Linked DNA regions of Columba livia: region 2 is linked to region 1. A link is a contact called in public Hi-C data. All regions are on one chromosome and are shown on one strand. The core of a region is the stretch at or near the end of the contact, and the rest is flanking DNA. Distances in the headings are between cores, read along the strand shown.

The links. A called contact is a pair of places that touch in the nucleus more often than the background predicts.
Region 2: a Hi-C map of liver shows a contact between it and region 1, with 4 times the contacts expected there. The contact joins the promoter of FAAP20 here to the promoter of RER1 in region 1. A contact is called at or near these places in 2 of 2 Hi-C or Micro-C datasets (crop and liver).

The regions. Positions count from the first base shown.
Region 1 is chr21:1,354,054-1,361,248 of bColLiv1.pat.W.v2, reverse strand. It overlaps RER1 (retention in endoplasmic reticulum sorting receptor 1), which reads left to right and starts at 4,713. Exons shown (of 7, transcript XM_065037464.1): 1 at 4,713-5,013. LOC102089086 (a long non-coding RNA gene) reads right to left here and starts at 4,644. Exons shown (of 7, transcript XR_010467404.1): 1 at 4,205-4,644; 2 at 3,407-3,505; 3 at 149-245. It overlaps PEX10 (peroxisomal biogenesis factor 10), which reads right to left. Exons shown (of 8, transcript XR_010467399.1): 8 at 6,486-7,195.
Region 2 is chr21:1,550,177-1,557,392 of bColLiv1.pat.W.v2, reverse strand. FAAP20 (FA core complex associated protein 20) reads right to left here and starts at 5,766. Exons shown (of 4, transcript XM_065037460.1): 1 at 5,525-5,766; 2 at 4,510-4,645; 3 at 3,527-4,098; 4 at 1,987-3,078. The coding sequence starts at 5,628. The coding sequence ends at 3,006. It overlaps LOC110355797 (a long non-coding RNA gene), which reads left to right and starts at 5,861. Exons shown (of 5, transcript XR_002408724.2): 1 at 5,861-7,216. PRKCZ (protein kinase C zeta) reads left to right here. Exons shown (of 19, transcript XM_065037403.1): 19 at 1-188.

The DNA of each region.
Region 1 (7,195 bases), core at 3,464-5,963:
GTCAAACAGAGAACTGTGCGCTCCAGGAGAACCGAGTGCTCAGAGGATGCTGAACACCATAGTCAGATCATATTAATCAAAAGAGGGATAACCAAAGCGTTATGTCAAAGACTCGTTAATAACTGGAGAGCATAAGGAATGTACGTACCAGCAGGGTAGCCATTGATCCACAGTCCATCACAGATGTCACCAGAACAATTCACCACAGCGCCCCGTTCACCGAATACGTCACTTCTCCACTGCCCCTTTAAACAGAAACACACACGGATTTTAAATTTCGACAACAGCACAGCTAAATTACAAAGAAGGGATTATTTCAACCAATTTTCAATAGCAAAGTGGGTGGTCCTCCATGCTTTTTATAAATACCCTTCCAACATTTGTGTGAAAAGTTGAATAGGAGACCACACAACAACCAAGGATTTTGTGGCATGCCTCTAAAGGGAAAAGGGGGGAGAATCAAACATTTCTTGCCCAAGGTTTGTTACTGTGGGATACTATTATGTGAGCTCCTTCAGTTCATATTACACTGCATTAAATTACATGGCAAGAATGAATAACTGCTTTGTCACGTACAGAATCACACATTATTTTGCTTTTTAAAGACTGTGAAAAGTGAAATAGAGTACCAAACTCAATTCCAAAGAGCTTCAGTTATTTAAATCCAGACTGCGTTTCACCCAAGATATACCCTTTACATAAAATAACAATTTAAAGATTCCCAAGGCTGCAAAGCCGAATACCACAGCAGGTTAGGTATGAGCCAATTAAAGCTTCTAGCAACATTAAGCCTGCACATGTAATTGTACAATTTATTACTACATCATGATGAAGGTGCAGTTTTTCTAGTATACCCTTTCTTAGTCAATGTACTACAATCTTGAGATGATTAGACCACAGCCAAAATTTTACTAACGTTAACTGAGAACAGAGTCAACCGAGTCTTCTTTGTGGTCCTACCCCAGGGGAGTTCAGGGAAATCTGCCAGGCATTTCACAGGTATTTGCTGACAGGACAGAAAACGTCATAATCAGGAATAGGGGTTGTTTTCAGAGGCAAGAAGAAAGGAATTATGCCACCTTTTTCAGAGGCTCCTTATCACTACCTGTAAAGGCATTGTGCTTGCTTTCAATCAACTCTGATGACTGCCTACTATTAATGTCACTCATTCTCTTCAGTAATTAAGCCACCTCTTTCGTAGATTCGCCTTTGTCTCTCTCTGGCACATTTCCTTGTCTAATCCTCTTTTCCAGATGGCATAAGGATGAAAGATAAGTGTTGCTAAAAGTTGCTTAGCAATGCAACACATGCAAGGTTTGGAAATGCTGACGTCCACATAAGCACTATCTATACATCACACATTTATGCAGAGAAACAAAGGCGTGAACAACCAGAGCGACATAGGGGCCTTCAGAAAAAGAGCTACCAGTGAGTACACAAAGGGGAGCTGGAAACAGGGAAAAAGAAAAAGCAGTGAGCTTCCAGTGATGGGCTGTATCACACTGTGGGGTTGGTTTGCTTGTGTTTGGCTTTGTTTTTAAACTGGAACAGGAAATTCTGCTTTAAACAAAACAAAATCCCTGAGTTCTAGCAAGGACCTGTATTTTCTGTGATTCAGAGACATACAAGGCAGCAAAACCACTGCAATCTGCTAATAGAGACCAAAACAGAAATAAAGAAGTTCATGATGATATAAATTTTGATGATTTTTATTCAGAAATGAACAACATTTTTAATGTTATTTACTCCCAACATTGGGTGTCAGGGCAAAGCGTTCAAAGACACCTGTTCATGAATATAGAAAAAGATGATGTAAGTGGGTCATTAGTACTTACCACTTTTTTCTATAACTCTGAGCAACCGAAATTCCAGTAATTTATATAAATTTGCATCGAAACTGAAATGGTGACTCTTCCAAACAGGTAACTCATGGCCTGGGGGGCAGGGGAACAAAAGCTGCAGGTGAAGGAGCCCAGGAGGCTTTTGCCACCTGTTCGGTGGGGCTAACAGGTGGATGCACCAGCAGGTCTTCCTCTGGGAAGGGAGACAAGACAGCGCTGCCAAAGCACGCAGAGCAGCAGCAACAGGGCCAGCGCGGAACACGGCATCTGCTTACGAGCAGCCAGAAATAAGGAACCATAGACAGGAAACACTTCCATGGAGAAAATGCATGTTTTACTTCATTAACCTCTGCAAATTTCATTCACCTGTCACTGTTTTCTTCCATTCTCAAATGTGTGCACATACAAATGCACTAAAAGCAGACAAGCCAGGCCACTGTGTATTTTTTTTTTAATTAGCAGCTTTCAGGGGCTTTGTTTTTCATATATTCCCTGGTGTTCAATCTCGCACCTCTTGACATTTTTACTCAATGTGAAATGCTTGCACTAAGCAATTGTCTTTTAATATAATTTTCTGCATAATATAAATACTATATATATATAAATACTAAATAAATCAACGAGATACTGTTGTCAGTACTATCAGGGTGGTTTTTCGGCCAGAGTATCTTGTTACTTTTGAGCACATATCCAGTGTAAACTTCAATATAGTACTAAATGCTTACAACCCTACCGAGATAGACCAGTTACTGAACAAGTGTAAACCTGAAGAGCTTACTAATTCAGTCACAAAACAGATGCTGGAGAGACACCCAGTGGCACGAAACTGCGTGTGCATATACGTGCACACAAATACATATATACATAAAATATCCTGTCTTCAATGTCTCAAGAAACGATATGCTAGATAATGGATAACTATTTTTCTGTCAGGTATACAACCAATTTACTTCTACAAGACACCATATTCCACGCGGTCACCCCTTATTTTCTGTCAGTCTTACAGATCATTGATTTAAGGGCTTAGAGTGGTGGAGAAGTCACTGACCTACAGAAAAATAAACAGAAAAAGGAGAAATCCTCTTCTGGAGCAAGTTACTTGGACAGATCTTTAAACAACTACTTTCTGCTCAGAACGCTGTGAGATAAATTCACTGAAACGTTCTCTTGGTATGCCATGCACAAGCTGAATAAACTATGCGCTATGGATGGGCAAGTTCTTTAAAACCTTTACCATTTCTGTCCAGAATTTGAAGAGCCCTTCATATAAGCACAAGCCTGCACGTGTGTGGACCTTTGAAGCACTGAGGCTGTTACCAAAAACTGATGATACATGTTTCTGGGTTCTACCATTAACACATTTAATTAACTTCCTGAGGTGCCTAGAAGTTAACCCAGCCTAAACTTAGACACCAACAGAAAAACCCGAAAACCACAATTCTCCAATGAACACCATGAAAGACTGGCAGCTTGAACTAAATCAGTTTGGCTGCTTATGATACATGTTTATATATATATATCAGAATTTAATGGATTTTTTCAATGGTGTGTAATTACAAGCTCACCTGTTGATACCCCGTATTGAGATCCATTCTCCATAATTTGTCCCTTGACAAACTTGCCCTCGTAATGACTTCCACCTTTAAAGAACATCTTGTCCTGACCTAGAAAATAGAATAATTGTTCCGACTCCTTTTATCAGACAAGTGTCCACCTCCATTTTCAGCTCAAGTCAAAAGCTGAAATTTTCTCATATTTTTCTCCTTTATATGACTGAATGTATACCTATGCACTGTTAGCAGCTTCAAAGGCTTTAAGCTTTCTTAAAGCTTACTATCTGTCTTTTACCATATTAAGGGTTTAAAGAGTACAAGTGATACTATTTCAAAAAGAAGATAAAACTGACAGGACTGTCACAAGCTCAGGTAACTTGTGCTCCTCAGGCTGCTGCCCTGAGAGCACCCAACGGGCCCCGGGCCCCCGCCCAGCCCCACCTGAGACCCCACACCCACCGGCGACACAGAAAACAACCGAAATCATTCAAATACACACACACCAGGCTGAATATTGAAAAAGTAGAAATGCCAAAGTAAAAGTGCTAATTTTACTTAGGGATACTTATTGCAAAATTGCAATGTAAACAACACTCATGTGAAGACCAATATATTACTTTGCTTACTATCTATGTTTACATTGTAATGGGAACACAGGCTCTTAAATATTTAAAGGTCACGATAAGCATTACAGACTACACAGAAACAGCCAGAGATAAAGCATTAGCGACCACGCTACCTTCGCATAAAACGAGAACTCCAGCACAACAAATAAAACAAACCCACAAGAGGAAAAGCGTTTGTATTTACATCAGCCTGAACACAGGAGCGCGGGTTGGCGGCTCTTCGCCTTAACGAGAGACGGGACTCGGCGGCCGGGGAGGCTCGTCCCGGCCGCTCCAGGCGCGGGGCCGGGCTGAGGCGGCAGCTGGACCGGCCCGGGACTGCCCATCACCTCACGGGCAGCGTGAGGGGACCCACGGGGGCACCAGCCCGGGACCGCCCGTCACCTCACGGGCAGCGAGAGGGTCCCACGGGGGCACCGGCCCGGGACTGCCCGTCACCTCACGGGCAGCGAAGGGGCCCCGCAGGAGCACCGGCCCGGGACCGCCCGTCACCTCCCACCCCGCGAGCCGGGCGCTACTGAGGGGAGAAGGACGGGGCCAGCCGCAGCCCCGCCCTCCACCTCGCGCAGGCACAGAGCGCGGCAACACCCTCCCGGCGCTCATTGGCTGTGCGGGAGCGAGGGGCGGGGCGTCACTGCGGGCGGCAGAGCGGGCTCGCACTAGGACCCGCACCCGGCGGCGGAACGCGGTTCTTCTGCCGGTAGCGCGGCACTGCCCGCAGCCGGGCCCGCAGCCGGGCCCGCAGCCGGGACCGCAGCGCTCGGGACCGCAGCGCTCCGGCCCGCCCTCACACCCGCCGCCACGCTTCTCCCTGCTCGGCGCCGCGGCAACGCCCATCCATTTCCTCCTCTGAGCCAATGGCGAGGCAGCGCCGAGCCTTAAACCCGCCCCTCTTGCCCCGGTAGCGGAAGGGGTTTTCTCCCCGCCCGTGACGCCATATTGGGTTTTGTGGAAGAGGGGGCGGGGAAGCGGAAGGACCCGGCTCGGCCGCCCGTGAGTAGCGGCGGCCCCGTGGGGCCGGACCGGACCGGACCGGGGCGGGGGGAACCGGTACCGCCGGCGGGCGGGGGCGGTGACGGTGACAGTGACAGAGACAGATCCCGGGCGGGCGGGGGCCCTGAGCTCCGGGAGCGCGGGGGCTTCTCCGGCCTCGGCCGTCGCGGCCCGGGCGCTACCCCCGGGGCTGCCGGAGCGCTCGGATCCCGCCGCCCGGGGCCGCTCCCGGTCCTGCTCACCCCAGCGGGCGCCCCGGGGCCTCTCGCTCGGGTCTCGGGCCGAACGGCGCCGCTTTGGTTGTCAGCGAAGTGCCTCGGTCGGCGCCCGGGGCGCGGGAGCTGCCGCTGCCCAGTCCCGAGGGTCTGACAGCCCGGGCCGCCCTGGTGCTGGGTGCAGTTAAACAGCGGCTTCTTTAGGACTAAAAAAACCCCAAACCAACAGTTTGCATAACTAGCGGGTTATTTTCCACTGTTTGCCCGTTGACCCTGTTGTCAATAAATTGCTTTAGCATGTTGTTGCTCCACAGAGATGTCTCCTGTGTCAGATAAGGAAACACGTATGAGCAGTAACGTGTTTTTGCTCGTCATGTGCTTCATTCGTATTTTAAATTTAAGAAAAATTTATATTGCGATCAGGCAGTTGTCTGAAAGTTCTGTGCGTTCCTGTATCTGATGATGTGAGGCGTGAGTTAAATGTCTTTGCTGCCCCGGGTCCTGTCATTGTTAAGAACTTAGAAATGCAGTGGTATTTTTAATGATGTTACCGTAACGTTTGCGGTAAAAGCCGCAATTGTTGATGTCCACGCGTTGGCCTAGTTGCTGTATTTCGATATAGAGAAAAATGTTGTGACATGGTTTAGTTTCAGCAGCAGTTTGTTCTGCTAGTGACAGACCATCCCACTGTGTATTAGTCTTGTGTGTCTTTCTGATTGTTTGCTTTACTGATGTGGCTGAAGGGTTGTTGTAATTCATTACACTGAGCACTGAGTGTTACATTATGAAAGAGGAATTGCTGTTGTTTAATTATTCCCTTGAGCCAATGAGATCTGACCTGTGCTTTTAACTGTAAACCGCCTTCAAAGCAAGGCCAAAAGCTGCTTTTCCTGATTATTGTCTGATTACAGATGTTCTTTCATTAAAGTCTGAACATGGCAAGAAATGTTAACTAAAATTTTAAGTTTGTCACGTGAAATACTTCAGTCTGTGCTGCTTAAACAGAGCCAGTGAGAGGTTTCTTTTCAGTAAAAGTGTCAGCTGGTTGTGTTTCCTGGTCTGCTATGGAAGAGCTGTTGTATTACAAAGAATCGTATGTAATCACACAGACCATAATTCTTACACCAAGCAAAATGCCCGCCCCAACGTAAACCGTCAGTAGCCTTAGAGACACGATTCTTCCCTTGATCTGCTCAGGTTAATGGGTACAACAGTGTCGTGTTTGGTTTGCTGTGGATGTATCTGTAAAATTAGGTGTGAGAATATGGAAGGTGTTACGTTCATGACCTTTAGAGAATTGCTATCTGATCAATAGGTTTGATATCGTTTTGTTGCAGCTTTATTCTTGAGGACATTTCAGAAAAACCCAAACTAAAGCACAAAATGATGCTCAGCTAATAATGCTGAGTAACTTCTCTCTTCTGCAGTGCAGCGAATGGGGAGAACAACAATTATCTCCTTTTGCCTGTACTGAAAAAGTCTCTATCTGTATTGTATGAATTTGTTTGATTTTTCTCTTTAGCTGTAGCTTGAATTAAAGTGGGCTGCAGCTCCTGAAGCCTTGTAATGAATCCCCTTCTCCTTTAAAATGTAGCAGGGCTCCTTTTTTTTCCAATTACGAGTTGTTCCATAGGATGTAGTTTTCAGATGTTTACATAAGAAATACCCACCTTTAAGGTTCTGTGCCTCCCCAGATTGCCCTTGGGCTCAGATTATTTTTTGCAGCCCGTGATTTAAGTTTTTCTGATTTAGTGATATTTCCTGTGTCTGTCTTACCACGTGGGGCTCCCGAGGTGTCGGTGCGGGGCCGAGGAACTCCCGCTGACCCGAGTCCTGCGGTCCCACCCACGCTGAGGACTCCAGGAAGTCATGGCAGGGATTGGTTTGGTGATGTGGCAAAGATGTTTCTGTTTAGAATCCATTTGATTTTGTTTGGTTTATATCTTGAACTGTAAAACTTGGTTGAG
Region 2 (7,216 bases), core at 4,517-7,016, 200 kb before region 1:
GAATCTGCATTTTGTGCCTGTTTCATGAAGGATTGAAATGTTCATTGCATCCCTGGACAAGGAGATTCTGAACAACCTGGAGATCTACGAACTTTCTACAAACATTTGATGCAATGAGCTACCAATTGAAGAATATTTCAGTGTAACATCCTGAAGAATAAAACATATTACGGTGGTGTTGAAGCTTATTTTTGATGCCTTTTTTCACAAGTGGTACCTGTCTAAACATCTCAGATCTATTTAAAAGGAGTTGTGTTTTATTAGCAATCAAAACATAAATTTGGGTACAAGATTTAAGTGCCTAAATGGATAAACTGCATTGAAGAATTATTACGTATTTGGAACGTTCTTAAACCTGGTAAGTTCTGCTTGTTAATATTAAGTGACCATTTACATGTGAAACATATGGTTCACAGCTGCAGCCTAATGTTCATTTGTATCTTTATAGAATTTGAAATGCAGAGTGACTCAGCAATATTAATTCCAAATTAGAATTTACAGTATCAATTTCAAAATCTCTTGTTCTGAAGCCCAAATTTACCGAAATGTCTAGATTGAAGGAAACTAAATTTGCACACAGAGTTCTGAACAGAATACCCGAGCAGTGCCTATACCTACTATGATGTTGTGTTGTATATTACATTTTTGAAAAGTATTTTTATCAACTATCCAAATACTCAGAAATAGAGCAAAACCATAATAAAGCATAGCCTTAAAGTTGAAGTAGTAAATCTAGAATAACCATAATAAGAAATACACTTTCCTGATAAAGCACACCTCCTACTTACGGTCAACTGTCTGCTTACGGTTACTCAGTGTAGATTAATAACTAATTCTATGTAAGAGAATGGGATGTTTTGGTAAAGTGATTTGCATCAAAGTAGAATTTTTAATGAATACCTAAGAAATTGGATAAAGCTTAAGAATAACGATCAAATCCCTTCTCGTGCAAAGTGGGGCGGGGGTACCGGGGACAGGGAAAGGGCAACATCACAACTGTTCGTTTAGCAGCTTGGAAAAGCTCGCGTCGCCACCGTTGCGGATTGGTACGTGTGCGGTGCCACCTGAACTTGAGATGCTTGTGAAGATTTCCCTGCCTCTGTAAGTAAGATCTGCTGAGGCAGAATCGCTGTTTGCTCCGTTTTGGGTTAACTCTGTTGTGTGGGTTGCAGAGATTGGGGAAAAACAACAACAAAAGCACTCGCATAGGCAGAGAAAATGAGAATCCCTGTGCCAGGCCATCTCGGTGACCCGTGTCCAGTGCAGGATCAATCGCAAGGCTTTCGCTTCCTCTCCATGACCATGCGGTTTTCTCAGGGTACAGCATTGCGTTAGGTGCTGAACATCTTGCGGATTCACATCCACGTCATGAGGTGCTAGGACCAGACTGCCAAAACGTTGTGTAAACTTTTCCGTTCTCATTGATTAACAATCCACGTTTTGTATCCCCTCATTAGCCGCAATTACGCAGACCTGTGGTTTGGTCATATTAATCCCATCCAGATTTAAGTTGGGGGTTTCTCTCTGGCCTGTAGCTTTTCATATTAAGCAAAATGTGTTTTAATCAGCACTAAATAACTTAACCAGTAAGAAGTATTTGCCTCAAATGCCTGGACTTTAGATACTTTATCTACTGAAGGACACATTTACCTCTTAAATGCAGTCTGACATTTTTAAATTACTCCTTTTTCCCTTCTTGGCAATTACTTTATTTGCCCCGAATAAGGATTCTTTCAGTGTTTTGAGCTCCCCGGTAACAAAAGGAATGGATAGCGGAGCGGGTGCAGGCAGCTCCCGCCCGGCAGGGACAGATGGGTCTGTCCGCTCCCAGCCCAGGGCACGCGACTCGAACACGCAAATCTCAGAAATGTGGCTTTGGGGGGTTTTAATCTTTTATTTTCTAGGTTTCAGAACATTTGGGAGGGAGGGAGGAATGGAAAGACATTTGCTAAACAAACATTGTAAAGACTACTTGATTTTATTAAAAAAAAAAAAATACAGGAATTTACAATGTTGCTGTGTTGCCAAATAGTTTGCTGGATACAAGTTTGGTTGCTCATGTGCAAGTGTTTGAATAATGTTCTGTTCATGATGAAGGGGACATTTTTTTATATAAAGTACTTGTTTTATAAATAAAAGAAAATGAAGGATGTAATTAAATGTGTGGTTTGGAAAAAAAATCCTAATATATTACAAATGGATCTGGTAATGATATATAGTTGTCTTATTTGAAATAGTAAATGAAAATTCTAGCTAATTTAATGATTGTAAAACAGTAAATATGTTCTTGTAGTTTTGTATAATTAATTAGTTGGGATCTTTGCTGACTGGTTTTAATTGTGCAGAAGATGGTATACTAATCCATAACAGCTAAGATCATTTATATTCTTGCACATCTATTAAAAGACTTTAATGAAAAAGTTAATGACTGTTATTATTTATCAAACTGAGCTATGTCCAATGTGCACTTTTTAACGAGAACCCATTGCAAATTAAATCTGTAGGATTCTTCCTGGATTTTAAGACTATTCTGTGGTTATTGTGTATCCTTGGATCGCACCTGAACTGCAGGGTTTTGAGTCGCAGGCAGAGGTTTGCTGAGATACACGAACAGCAAACTTGTGGATTAGATGAACTAATGGTTATTTTGTTCAGCCTTTCTTCTACATGTAAAGATTCAGAACTATGGTGCGTCAGACAAAACAGGCTCTTCAGTGATTTACAACCGTACACTTATTCAGAAGTATCCAGATTCCAGGAGTGCTGAGTCTCATTTCCGCGGGGGTCTCTGGTACATCCTACAGCACCATTTTCAGCACTACAGCTATTTCACAGGCGCTTCAGCAGATTGAAGACTGCAAACAGGCAGGTGGCACTTCAGTTTCTATTGAGTTCCTGGTTTGTGATCCTGAAGGAATTTTGAGACAAGGATGTGCTTCCTTGCCACCTTTTTCCTTTGAGAGAGGTTCGTCCTTGGCCTTGTTCCTTCGCTCTTCATTCTCCGTTCACCACATCACATCATCTGCACTTTCAGACAAGCATCGAGCAAGATGGCCATCGATGTCCAATTGGGAGAGCCTGCAAATAGAGAAACCAAGTCAAATCCGTATTGCCACTGTTCTTCACTCATGTCCTGAGCAATCGCTGAAGCGTTCGAGTAGCTGGATGGGTAAGTCATTCCTCTGCTCAGAAGCAAGTTTGCTTTCAACTAGCAAGGATGCTTCACTGGAGTGCTTTCTGGAATATGATACCAATCTCACAGAAAAGCTTTTCATACTCATGTATTTAAAAATACTAATTCTGCATATTCTAGTAAGGTTCACCAGAGAGCTCAGACTTAGCTTTCTCCAGAAGTTCATGATTATTAGATTACATTACTTCAAAACTGAATTAGAAATAATTCTGACATTTTAAAAGTACTTTACAGTAGAAGTTTTGAGTGTTTTCGTTGTTTTGTATATAGATAATACATCAGAACCATTCTGGGTTTTGTATACTGTGAAGTTATTAAAAAAAGGAAACTTACGTTCCACTGAAGCGAATCAGACACATGGGACAACTGTCAAGAGTTGAAGATCCCTCACTCTGTTCAGTCTCCTCGCAGCCGTCAGTCCCAGGTCCGTTCACAGGAGGCGGTTTCTGTTCTGCAGGCACACAGGCGGCCTCCCCCAGCGACACCTTCCCTTGATTTGGTTGTATCTGAAGCTCTTCCCCACCGCTTTCCCGTCTGTTTTCCCTGCTGGCCTGTGCCATCCCCCTGCACTGCTGCCGAGAACTAAGAGCCTCTGCAGAGCTTTGCGACCAGGCCAAGTGGCACGTCAAACTTCCTTTTGTGTCTCCCCCAACCACGTTTTTGGCTTGACCTGGAATAGTTACACAGCACGTTTTCTCAGCTGTAGCAGGTACAGTCTTCAGTTTATCTGCTTGGCCCCGTCCTTCGTGCAAGCGGTGGATCTGGCTCCGTGTTAGCTGCGGGGAGCCGAGATCCTGCGGTTCTGGATGTTTCTCTCTGCAACAAGGTGGGAATGATACCCATTGAAAGTCTTTCATTCTGACTGTAAAGACTTCTCGTTCTTGTAGGCTTTCTTCCTCAGAACTCTGTAAAACACACACATGTATAATGCAGTTCAATCAATACATAAAACCCAGGCTGAACATAGACTGAGAAGGTTAAACTACATTGCAAAAAGGAACATTTTATTTACAACTGTCTCCAGTGCTTGTACAGCAATTGAGAACTTCCTGGAGTTTATGCAATATATGTCTTACTAAATTGATACAACAGGATCCTCTTTTAATGTGTTCCATAGAGACTAAGGATGAAAACAACCACTTGCTGCTGTACAGGAAAAAAACAGCTTTAGAAGGAGTGCTTTTCTGTGTTATAAGTCACATTGCTAGCAGGAGCTGAAAACCAATGTATTTAAAAGCTATTTCAGGTTGTTTTTCCTGCTTGTGACACGACTCAGATTGTCACGAAGTGCAGACACCAAGGATCCAGCACGCTACCTTTCCAAGGAACTCTGGAAAACCGGGCACCGTTTGCCCATTTGTGCATTGCAGATCTTTCAGTAACAAAATCCAGGGTTTTTCACATTCATTTGTGTCGTCCTTTTCGAACCAGGAGCATCTGTCAGCCAATGGCCTGTGAAGAGAAACACTGTCAAAGCGTTTGAGGGTGTGAGGGGGGAAGAAGATACTCAGCATTGCTACTAATTTGTCTTTTAACTTGCGTTACCCCTCCTCTAACACTGGTGTTTCAAAAATTGTAGCTATCCCTATACCTGCTGAGCACAGAAATCCTTGAGGATGGCGGTTCTGCTGTGTATGCTTGGCCCTTGAAACTACTTATCTCTCTGTACAACTGCATCAGGCAGGTAAAGTAAGAATTCAAATGTTTTAATACTAGTGATGCTGTATAAAGACAATTTCACCAGCAGGATGGATTGTGAAGGTCAGAGTGCCGTCTCCAGCATTCCAACTTCTTCCTGATGCCTTTTCTCGGGTCGCTGTCCCGATTGATGCAGCACGGAGTGGGACCTGGAGCCAAGTCCTGTCAGCCCCCAGCAAGTGCAGCGAGGGGCTCCCGAGCCCTGTTATTGGCGGGGGTGCAGCTGGGGATGCAAACAGGTGAAACAAGAGCCCAACCCTCCCTGAGCCTCGGCTCTGCCTCTCCTCCCTCCTCCCGTTCTCAAGGGCCTCTCCTCCTCTCCTGGGAACCTTGTTCTGATGAAAGGAAACTTAATTTTCACGTGTTAACATTTCTCACGAGCTCTGTCCTCACTGGTGCTACCGTGCGCCAAACACCATGCAGAAAGCTCTTTACTTCGCACTTGGCTTCTCAATCTTTTAAACGCACCACAGGTGCTGTTTTATGCAGTTGCCTTTAACACCATCCTGAGGAGCTGCAGGAAACACTTCAAGTGGCAGGTGCGTTTGAAGGCCCAGACGCACCTTCCCGGCCCGACCCCGCGGGCTCGGGGCGGCTGCGGCGGCCGCTATTTCCCCCCCGGCCCGGACTCACTGGCGCCGCCGGGGGGGCTCCCGGCCAGGGCTGGGCTCCCGGCTGCAGGCTGCCGGCGCCTTCCTGGGCTTGAGGCGCAGCTTGGCGGCTCCTTCCTCAGACATGGCTGAGGCGCGGGGCCCGGCTTCCTCCGGCCGCCCCGCGAACGGCGCTGCCGCCGCACAGCTCCCCCCTCGCCGGGGAACGGCGCTGGCGTGCGCGGGCGGAGCGGGCACCGGACGTTCCTCCTCCTCCTTCCGGCGGTTCCGCTGCCAGGGCGGGGCCTCCGGGCGGGGCCTCCGCCGGCTCCCGCTCCGCCCTCCGAGCCTCCCTGACTGAACGGCGCGGGGAGGCCAGCCCGAAGGGAAGCCCGCCCTTTCCTTGAGGAGAAACCCGCCCTTTCCTTGAGGGAAACCCGCCCTTTCCTTAAGGAGAAACCCGCCTTTTCCTTGAGGGAAACCCGCTCTTTCCCTGAGGAGAAACCTGCCCTTTTCTTGAGGAGAAACCCGCCCTTTCCTAAAGGAGAAACCCGCCTTTTCCTTGAGGGAAACCCGCTCTTTCCATGAGGAGAAACCCGCCCTTTCCTTGAGGAGAAACCCGCCCTTTTCTTGAGGAGAAACCCGCCCTTTTCTTGAGGAGAAACCCGCCCTTTCCTTGAGGGAAACCCGCCTTTCTTCAGTGCCCTGCTGAGCTCGATGTGGCCTGTATCCACTCAGCTTGTCTGCCTAGAACCCCATCCTTTTATTATTAATTATCGAATCATAGAATGTTCTGAGTTGCAAGGCACCCACAATGGTCATCGAGTCCAACGCCTGCCCCTGCAGGAGGCAACCATGAGACACCACGTGTCCTTGAACAAGTAACAGTTGACTTGGGTTTCTACGTGTCTTGGACAGATCTGAACCAGGAAAGTGGCGTTCGGATATCAGAGCTCATCAATTCACATTTGAAAGACATTGGCAGGTTTAACACGAGAGGTGGGAGGCCGAGCCAGCCGCCGCAGCTGAAGCGCAGCCGGAGGTCTGGGGCGCTCAGTCCGCCTCACAGCATTCCTGCGCTCACTCAGGTGTATGTAGGGAGGTAATGTCTTATATGCTATGTAATAACTGATTTTATAACATTAAAAGAGCATCAATGGGTTTCCTTTTTGTGTAGGAGTGAGGATAAAAATCTTAGAGGTGTAAAGTGTTTGGTTACTGATGGGAACTGTGTAAGTTTCCACAATAGATATCCCAGCTGAAAAATAACACGAATAAAAAACAATAGTCATGCCAGAGTGCTGGCATTTCTTCTGTGCGATGGGCAGACTAAAATGATAATGAAAGAAATAACAATGGAAAAGCCAACCATTGTCACGCAGGCTGACGTTGTCCTGTATTAATAGTGGTTACAGCTCTTTCTCCTCGCTGGTGGCGAAGGATTCTCCCAAAATCCCGGCGGAACGCGGTGAGCTGGACGGGGCAAGGGCTGAATTTGAATCTGAAGGTTTTAGGCCTGCTGTGGAAGGAAAGCCGGTGATGGCGCAGACACAAAGCGCAGCAGGAGGAAGCGTATGGGGCATGTGGGTTGAAGGAGGGATCGGCCGTGCAAGTGGTTGGAAAACGAGATGACAGAGGAGGGGCAGAAACTTGATTTCACAACTGCTGATTCTAATTGAAGACGACAAACCAAAAAGTATCTCATTTCTGTTTTTTTTTTATTTGCCAGCGTTAA